Linked DNA regions of Mus musculus: regions 1 and 3 are each linked to region 2. Evidence: chromatin contacts called from public HiChIP or PLAC-seq and Micro-C data. All regions are on one chromosome and are shown on one strand. Each heading gives the region's core, a stretch centred on a gene start, on an enhancer-like site or on the middle of the called end of the contact. The rest is flanking DNA. Distances are from core to core; before and after follow the strand shown.

Region 1 (3,102 bases), core at 515-3,014, 52 kb after region 2:
AAACAGAAAACCATAACTAAAATAAAAACTGTCCTGGAAAGACTTCAGAAATCTTATCACCAGGAAGGAATTTTTGAAACAATGTCTTCTCTCCTTCCAGAAATAAAAGACAAGGTTTAGAATCACGTTTCAGAACTGAAAACAAGTAAGTCATATCAGAATTACAAAGGACCAGATAAAAGAAACTAGACCTGCAAAATTAAGTAACTAGAATGAGTAACTCAAAGAGTAGATTTAATAGCAGTCTCAATGCAATTAAAGAGAGAATGTATGGTCTGAATAACGGAACAGAAAGAGAGATTAGGTCACACATGGACCTAATAAGTAAGTGACAGACCACATGGAGGGAGAAGTCACATTGAGAAAGCATCAGATATAAATGAAGTAGAGTATTTGAAGAAATAGTAGCTCAAAATCTTCCAACCTTGAAAAGAAACAGTAAAGCCACATTCAATAGTCTCAAGGCAAACAGATAGTTTACCGTACCCTGTGTGAAACTGCTATAAACAATTACAACCAGAAGGCTAAGTCGTAAGAGAAGCCTGAGGCAAGGGCAGGCTATTTGTTTTTGTTGTTGTTGGGTTTTTTGTTTGTTTGTTTTGTTTTTGTTTTTAGAGACAGGGTTTCTCTGTGTAGCCCTGGCTGTCCTGGAACTCACTCTGTAGCCCAGGCTGGCTTCGAACTCAGAAATCAGCCTACTTCTGCCTCCCAAGTGCTGGGATTAAAGGCGTGCGCCACCACCGCCCGGTTCAAGGGCAGACTATTAAGGGCAAGAGTGAGATGGTGTAATCACTTGCAAAAGGAGCCAGGAGGTCAAAATCAAAAAGGAATCAAAAGAAAACAATCTATAGTTGTTAGTTAGTGGAAAAACAACTCTCAAATATGAAGATGAAATAGCAGCATTTGATTTTCAGCAATAATGGGCAGAACTGAAAGTCCAGCAGACCCACTAGGAAGAAAGCTCTTCTTGATGCTGGAGAAAAATAATTTCTGATAAAGGGACAAATATTCAACAAGGAAACAATGAGAAAGCCAAGGTGGGCATTGGGACAGTGGTAAGTCAACCTGACATGCTCCAGAATTGCCTGGGAAACAGACCTCCCGTTGCATGCGTCTGGGAAGGACCATGTCTGCTAAGTTAGCCTCTGGCTGTGCCGGTGAGACCTTAGGCTGATAAAGTTTACTGAGGTGGGAAGTCCCATTCTAGAAGTTGGCAATAATGCTTCCTAGTTTGAGTTCTAGGATGAGTAAAAAGAAGAGAGCAGGCTGAGTACAGGCCCTCAGCCCTCTCTGCCCCTCTCTGCCCCCTCAGCCCTCTCAGCCCCTCTCTGCCCCCTCAGCCCTCTCAGCCCCTCTCTGCCCCCTCAGCCCTCTCAGCCCCTCTCTGCCCCCTCAGCCCTCTCAGCCCCTCTCTGCCCCCTCAGCCCTCTCTGCCCCTTGGCTGTGTCTGGACTGCAGCTGCTCTCTCTGCTCCTTGACTGAATGCGTAATGGTCAGCTGCTCTTCATTGCTCACACCTTCACTTCTCTGCACTTTTAAACTGTGAGCTGATATAAAAACCTGCCTCTGTGAAGTCACTCATGCCTCTTGTCACAACAATCCAACAAGTGAGCACACTGTTGACAGCTCTATTTGTCACAGCTGGCCTGGTTACACAGGTGCCCTGTGTGAAATGAACATAAATGAACGCAGTAGCAACCCCTGCCAGTATGGGTGGTCTGGGGTAATGTGCTGTCCTCTGAGGACCAATACAGATTCATTGTTGGCCTGCCTTCCTCCTTCAGCTATCTTGGAGCCTCGGGCTATGGTTGTATCTGTCAGCCTGCATTCACAGTCATAACTGTCCTCTGAGAGGCTCCATGCAGCAGCTGACAGAAACTGATGCAAAGACATAGAGCCAAACTTTAAACAGATCTCAGGAAGTCTTGTGGGAGAGTTTGGGGAATGATTAAGAGACCTGAAAAGGATAGGGACTCCACAGGAAGACAACAGAGTCAAATAACCTGGACACTTGGAGGTTCCCAGAGACTGAACTACCACCAATCAAAGACTGGTGCTAGGACCCCCCTGGCATGTATGTAGCAGATGTGGGTCCCCAACAACTGGAGTGAGGGATTACCCTGACTCTGTTCCTTGCTTGTGCATCCTGTGTTGTCTTAACTAGGCTGTCTTGTCTAGCAACAGTGGGAGAGGATTAATTAGTCCTGTAGTGATTTGAAGTGCTAGAATGGGTTGGTTCCCCAGGAAGGACCTCCCCCTTTCTCACAGGTGAAGGGGAGGAGGGTCTGTTTGATGGGGGATTAGCAGGTGGGAGCTGCAATCAGGATATAAAGCAAATTAATTAATTAATTAATTAATTAATTAATTAATGGGAAAAACTCCGCCTCTGCTAAGTAGCTTTTGTCAGTGCATTCTATCATAGCATCAGGGAATAGAACTAAGATGCGGGTATTTCCAAATGCGTGTTCATGAAGCAAAATAACACCAATTGCATCGGATGAAGCTTTGTTGTTGTGATTTGGTTCTATTTCAAATTTTTAAATTGTGTGCATATGTGTGTGCCCAATGCATGGCATGCACGGCCACCGGACAGCTTTCGGCTATCAGTTCTCATCTTCGTCTTGTTGAGGCAGGGTTTCTGCTGCCGTTTGTGGCCCTCCAGGCTAGCTCACCCAGCAGCTTCCATGCAGTTAGCCTTGCTAGATCACAGTTGTGTGCCACTACAGCTGACTTTTTTGGTTTGTTTGTTTGTTTTTCTTTTCAACTCAGGTTTCATGGATCAAACTCAGGTTTTCAGGCATGAAGAATTAGAGCTTTCACCTGCAGAGCCATCTTTCCAGGCAGCATTGTTATTCTTGAGACATATTCTTACTGTGTAGCCCAGGCTTGGCTTGAGCTTAACCTAATGACCATCCTGTCTCAGCCTTAAGTGCTAACATTACAGGAATATACCACCACGCCCAACCTTTTGAAGGCTTGATATTGTGGAGAGACAAGGTTACACAGAGCTTTCAAGCTTCTGCATATTTGTGAGTGCAAGCACCGGAAGTTTTGCTTGGACTATCTGCGATGACTAGAGCAAGGAGAACTTGGGACATAGAA
Region 2 (3,120 bases), core at 414-2,913:
ACTTTCAACGACGGAGTGTTAAAATATTATTTTAAATATATCTGGCTAATCTACCTCAAAACAAAACAAAACAAAACAAAGGACAAGTAAGAGAGAGACCTTGCTGAGCATGCTGGCACTCTGGAGCTTCAACATTTGGGAGAGATTCCTTGTGTTTAGTAGCTCACAGCCTAGTGAAGACTATAATCAGCCAACCACAGTACACGATGTGCTGGTTCTGAGACAGGTGAGCACAGGATCATGATGTCAATGATCCTCTGGACCTACTTTCTGGAGGAGGGAAGGGGGAGGACCTCTACTGTTCACATTTCCATCTGGGAATGAAGGAATGCCCTGTAGGAGCAAATGCAGAGAGGCATCAAGGAAATGCAGGAGATGCGAATTTCTGAAGGGCTTTTCAGTTCTCATGGCAATGTCTGTTTCTCCCTGATGGCCAGCCTTTGCCTGGTTTGACCTGGCTGTGCCAGATCTAGCTGCTATGAGTTCTGCTGCTGCTGCTGCTGCTGGCTCTGCACCCCCCCCCCCTGCCCCGCTCCCAACTGGTCCTTTAGGCACTCCTTTCCATGTGTCAGATGAGGACTCCTTTCCCATTAGCTTGCCATCCACAGGCAGTGCAGTCCAGCCCAGACAGCTGCCTTTGGCTTTGAAAACTGCCTGGCTCACTTCCCCACCAGTCTGTGAAGGAGTCCAACATGCCACTTGATGTCACATGTGTTGCAGGTGTTGTGGATGAAATTGCTACAGGAGCTGGATGTAAATGATGTCATTGGGCAAGACGGGACTTGGCATGCCCACGTTTGTCCAAATGCTGTTCATATCTCCCAGCGAAAAGATGTTGTAAATAAAGAGAACAAGCACAAACTGATCTTAAAGACTGAGCATAAACAAGAGCTGTCCTGGGCACTATGGAAAAGCTTGCAGTTCTCATAGTAAGACTACCCTTGTGTTAGAAACCTGTTGTGCAGACTGAGGAAGTGAAGGCTCAGACAGGTTCAGAGACTTATGCAAGGTCCCACAACTCCACAGATCCCTTTATTCTCTCTCTCTCTCTCTCTCTCTCTCTCTCTCTCTCTCTCACACACACACACACACACACACACTCATAACACACTCACACCTGTATACTGACTCACACACACACTCACACACATTTACACTCATTCATAAATACACACACACACACACACACACACACACTCATAACACACTCACACCTGTATACTGACTCACACACACACTCCCACACATTTACACTCATACATAAATACACACACACACACACACACACACACACACACACACTACTGAGGACAGCAGCCAAGGCCCTGCATATACTAAGCATAGGACTATATAAACAGTTACAGATTACTGTTTATCTTGAATCTGAACACAAATCAACGTGTTCTTTAAACTTTGGACTGGTTTACAGCAGGAACCATGAGATATTAGCATTGTACTAAGATTTCTGATTCCAGGCTGATTATCAGTTTTCTAGGAGTCAAACAAACATAGGGCATTTAGCCTGGGCCTATGAAGTCATGTTCATAAACATGCTATCAATCTAAATACATTGGCTTGAAAGGAAGCAGCAAAGCAATACTAACATAAAGGTCATCAGATAAAAATGTGGTTAAATATATGTGCATTCCCAGAACTACACTAGGGAGAAGATGGGGGAAAGTATGCCTGTTTTTGTGACTTGTTGGTAACTGCCGAGTTCTTTTCCTTGGGACTAAAAACAATTTACAGCATTGCCAACAGCATTCAGTACATTCAGAACAGGATCATTTCACCCAGAGCTGACCGAAGGCCTTGCTCGGGACAGCATCGAGGACGGCTGTCCAGCAGACAGGGGAGTATGCCAGGTTCAGCAAGTGAAAAGCCAAGCAGGGCCATTTTAAGCAACACAGCTTATGTAAGTGAGAGCTAACTGTCTCACTGGAAGTGGGTCAGACAGGAGCTGGGAGAACTGGGGTCCTTATGACCCCAGTGAAACCTACAGATAGCTTTCCTTTGCATCTCTTAGAATGTGACTAGTTATGAAACAATGTCAGAGTTCAGTTCAGGCCTCTGTATTTCCCACCCTCTTCTTGTTTCCAAATGGTTTTCTTTCTCCCTTTCTTCATTGGAATATGCTAAGCTAAGCGAGGCACACATCATTTGATAGAGTTTGATAATGTGACTGCTGGGAACAGGGAAAAAAGGTAGGGGATAAAGAAAGATCCTTTTTGCGGCTCACAGCTGTGATTCAGTTCTGACTCAAGAGGAAGTGTGCCACCTACTGACTCCCAGAAACCACTTCCGGTGGCTGTTTGGTTTATTCTGGAGGCATCAGGCCAGGCCAGGGACTGCCCTGCCCTGACCCTTGCCTGGCTCTCCAGAGCCAAGGCGTTCACAGCTTGAGTTGGTTTGGCCTAAGACTCTTGAGAACATTACAGATTAAATTTCAAGTGTTTCGTTTCCTAGCAAAGAGTCTTTAGCAACATAAAAACGAGCATGTGTTATTTGCAAACCATCTGAACCATTACTCAACCTGAATGTTCCTAAGTTTTTGCAAGGTATGTATTCTGGATGACCGCTCTCCAGCGATCTGAATGTAATTAGTTTTTCCTGTGGGCAGCTCGGGCAGTCTGTAGGGTGGCACTAGCTGCATGAGTCTTCATGGGAGCCCTTTAATCGGTGAAGCAACACTGGACTTGTTCTCATGGGTCCCTGTGTCTGAGCAAGTGCTCAGCCTATGTATGCAGATGGGTTGGGGGAAGTGGTGTGTGGCAGCCACACAGTGTTGCCCTCATACCAGAACTGTACTCTGCCCTCTAGAAATGGGGCCCTGGCTGACCACTGGAGCTCACTTTGGAGTCAACTTTTCTTGAAGGAGCCCCCAAGTACCTTCTTTAATGTAGGGACATATAGAAGAAGGAAAGCGGGTGGGGGGGGGGGCGATGGAGGTAGCCTCAACATTACTTTTTGCTGTATTGGCAGGTGAAAAGAGGAGTAGTAAGTGGTTTGGTTCCATAATGTCATCTTCAAACAGACTAAAGGTTTTTGATTGTTTTTAATCCTAGGTGGTTTAAGATTCCACAGTGCCAGCATACATATGCTCTCTCAATGATTCAAGTT
Region 3 (2,890 bases), core at 164-2,663, 37 kb before region 2:
TCACCTGCCAAGGAGAGGAGAGGCCATGGTAGACCCAAGAGAGAAACTAGGTCACAGAGGAGTGCGTGCCCAGGCTTCTTGCCCACTGGGAACACCTCAGTGAATATACCCGATGTTCTAACAGATGATGTGACAGAAAACTAGGCTAGTTAACCCCTTCATCTGATGGGAAAACCATCTCTGTTCACCATGTCTTCAAGTATATAGATGACTAACTGTGCTCGAAGCACTCAATTTGATAGAAGTGGGAAAGCTCGATGAACTGATACAGACTGGGCTTTGTGAAGTATAAAGTCGTAGCCTTCATTCAGTGAGAAAGTCGGCCAATACATGTCCGTTTGTCATAGCATGGACATAGTGTGCACCCTGAGAAAGTCAGGCCTGGGTCCGTCGTCTCATTTTCAATAGTTCCATACAGTCATGCAGCGGCTGATGAGCAAATCGTTCATGGGCAAGTGATGGTTCTTTGGTACTTTTCTTACACAAATCTCTCTTCATATTTTCTCAGGAAGATCTGTTATTGTTTCAGCCTCAATTTTCAATCTTATCATGATTTGAAATCCACTGTTTCCAACTTTTTCTCCTTTTTATCTGTATTCTCAGTGACATTATAATAACTTACTTGTTAAATGCCACAGCCAGCGCTCTTATAACAAAAGCATTTGTCAGGCAGTGCTGACACATGCCTTTCATCCCAGCACTTGGGCTACACAGAGAAACCCTGTCTCAAAAACAAAACAAACAACAACAAAAAAGCATTTAATTTGTGGCTGGCTTACAGTTTCAGAGGTTTAGTCCATTACCATCATGGTGAGGCAGGCAGATCTTTCTATGTAGCCCTGGGCATCCTGGAATTTGCTATGTAAACCAAGCTAGCTCAAACTCACAGAGACCCTCCTGTGTCTGGATGCTGGAATTAAAGGCACAGGTGATCCTTTATGAGCTAGGATGTGGGCTCTCACTGGAGTCCTGAAGCAGCCCAAATCTCAGACTTCCAGCATCTGAACTGTAAAATACTACGTTTCTGTTGTTTGAGCTACCCTGCTCTTTATCAGGGATTAAGCTGGCACTGAGAAAAGCTAATGCTACCAACAGAACTTTTTCTAGCCATTTACTTTTATGGAGAAAAAGGAAGAAAATGGCAAGAGAGACTCAAAGAGAGACGTATACACAGAGACAGATGGACACACACACACACTGGGGTAGGCAGACAGACAAAGAGATGTGGAGATACAGAAAGACACAAGGCACTGTGTATGGAAGAACACTTGAGGAAGTTACCATAGTTGTGGGAACTTCCTGGCTGTGAAGGTGTAGTGAAAGCCTGGTGCAGTCTGGTTCTCTTCCTTTCCAATGAAGCATTCCCCTGACCCACAGCCCTCACCACAAGATAGGCCACAAGCCACTATAGAGCATATTTTTCTGTTAGCTTAATCTTGTTCCCTAGGCCATGGTGAATCACTCAATCCAGACAACGTTGCCCAATAGGACATCCGAAGACTTTTATGAGATTTCGAGGAAACTCTCTTTAGTCTAGTATACCAGATCAGAGTTCTCTCTTTCTCTGTAAGCTCCTGTAGAGAGAACAATTTCAGTCACAGTCAAGCCAAAGCTGGGGTGGACTGCTTTGTTTCATGGGTCTCATGTATTTCATGTATTAGGAATGGAATCCTGAGGATTCATGTGTTAGTGTTTATAGACAGGACCTTTTGGAGGTGATAGGGTTTTGAGGACTCTGCCTGAATGAATGGATTAATGGGCTCCTGAGGGGTGGCTTATTTGTAATTCTAAGCTCTACCCCATGTGCCTCATCTGATTTGACAGAGAGACCCTCGCTAGATGCAGCACCATGTTCCTGGACATCTCAGCTCTGCAGAACATAAATTACTCAGGTTTAAGTATTCAGTTATAGGAATAGAAAATGAACTAAGACACAGGCCTGGGCAGAACTAGAAACTCTAAAGGTCAACTGAGCTGGAAAGCTGACCTGATTATCCCTGAAATCTGACCTTGCAGTGCACTTGAGAGCTCTATGAGCTAGTAAATTTCCTTCATTGCCTAAGCAAGGCTGAGTCTGGCTTCCAATTCTGTACAGCCAGAAACATTCTTCTTATAGAAAAAAAGACTAAGCTGTCTCATGGGGGAAGGGTTTATTCATAAGAGAAAACATATTCCCTCTCACTCAATGTTATCCCAAATGCCTTGGATGTGCCATTTTTCATTCATATATACTAGACAGTGTCTCTGCTAATTCATCCCACAGCCCAAGACTCTTGACATGAGTACATTAGATTGTGATTGCATTGGTTTGTCCTCTCAGGTCAATAAACTATACTTTCTGAACTGAGCATAGAAGGAGAGAGTAAACATTGAAACAGGCAGTGCATGAGGAGCAGACCAGACTGGGCAATCAAAATCCACTAGGAGAGGTGGAGGACTGACTGGAAATCCGTACGAAAACTTTTGATTCATATTCAGAGCTAGCAGGGAACCAGGTGCAAGGAGCAGGAGGCCCAGAACGATGTAGTTTTCTTATAGCTAGAATATTATACATTAGCTAAAGTGTTGTGCTTTAGGGATCAGACATTTAAGTCACTTTTGAGTGGGAAAACTTACAGAAGATCTAATGACTGCAGATTAGTAAAACCTGTAAGGGAAGGGGATGGGGGAGGGAGAATCTAGCTTAACATTAAAGCACGTGGTTAGCTTCTGTTCATTTTCTAACACATATATACCACACAAACCAGGTTGTTACACCCAAAGCTCACAAACTCAATGACTACTGGATTCTGTCTACAAATGAGTTGTGTACAAAGTGAACACAAGCTACTCTACTCAATTATGTTAGATCCTGCTCATAGAAATAGCAACACAAGGTATTTTAAAGAGA

What was found. A called contact is a pair of places that touch in the nucleus more often than the background predicts. HiChIP or PLAC-seq counts read pairs in DNA pulled down with a chosen protein or histone mark.
Region 1: an H3K27ac HiChIP or PLAC-seq map of heart atrium shows a contact between it and region 2, with 14 read pairs. The contact joins the enhancer-like site here to the promoter of 5430425K12Rik in region 2. A contact is called at or near these places in 3 of 484 Hi-C or Micro-C datasets (cardiomyocytes, forebrain and muscle stem cells) and 5 of 115 datasets of contacts at active chromatin or transcription factors (CD8 T cells, embryonic fibroblasts, embryonic stem cells and 2 more).
Region 3: a contact with region 2 is called in a Micro-C map of granulosa cells, with 2.1 times the contacts expected there. The contact joins the enhancer-like site here to the promoter of 5430425K12Rik in region 2. A contact is called at or near these places in 1 of 15 datasets of contacts at CTCF or cohesin (the NIH/3T3 cell line), 22 of 484 Hi-C or Micro-C datasets (the AML12 cell line, the C10 cell line, the C2C12 cell line and 17 more), 7 of 115 datasets of contacts at active chromatin or transcription factors (CD8 T cells, embryonic fibroblasts, embryonic stem cells and 3 more) and 2 of 9 other capture datasets (adipose tissue and pancreatic islet).

What each region holds. Positions count from the first base shown.
Region 1 is chr13:80,990,962-80,994,063 of GRCm38.p6, forward strand. All of the region lies in intron 1 of 9330111N05Rik (RIKEN cDNA 9330111N05 gene), which reads left to right. Among named protein-coding and RNA genes, the nearest start is that of 9330111N05Rik, 28 kb to the left of the region's middle. Within about 2 kb of position 1,765, at least 12 of the 459 cell types and tissues checked have an H3K27ac peak or open chromatin away from gene starts, as enhancers often do. A contact at or near this core is called in heart atrium, where this site is marked.
Region 2 is chr13:80,938,740-80,941,859 of GRCm38.p6, forward strand. 5430425K12Rik (RIKEN cDNA 5430425K12 gene) reads left to right here and starts at 1,664. Exons shown (of 5, transcript NR_103550.1): 1 at 1,664-1,915; 2 at 2,467-2,558.
Region 3 is chr13:80,901,603-80,904,492 of GRCm38.p6, forward strand. No RefSeq gene overlaps it. Among named protein-coding and RNA genes, the nearest start is that of Arrdc3, 20 kb to the left of the region's middle. Within about 2 kb of position 1,414, at least 17 of the 459 cell types and tissues checked have an H3K27ac peak or open chromatin away from gene starts, as enhancers often do. A contact at or near this core is called in granulosa cells, where this site is marked.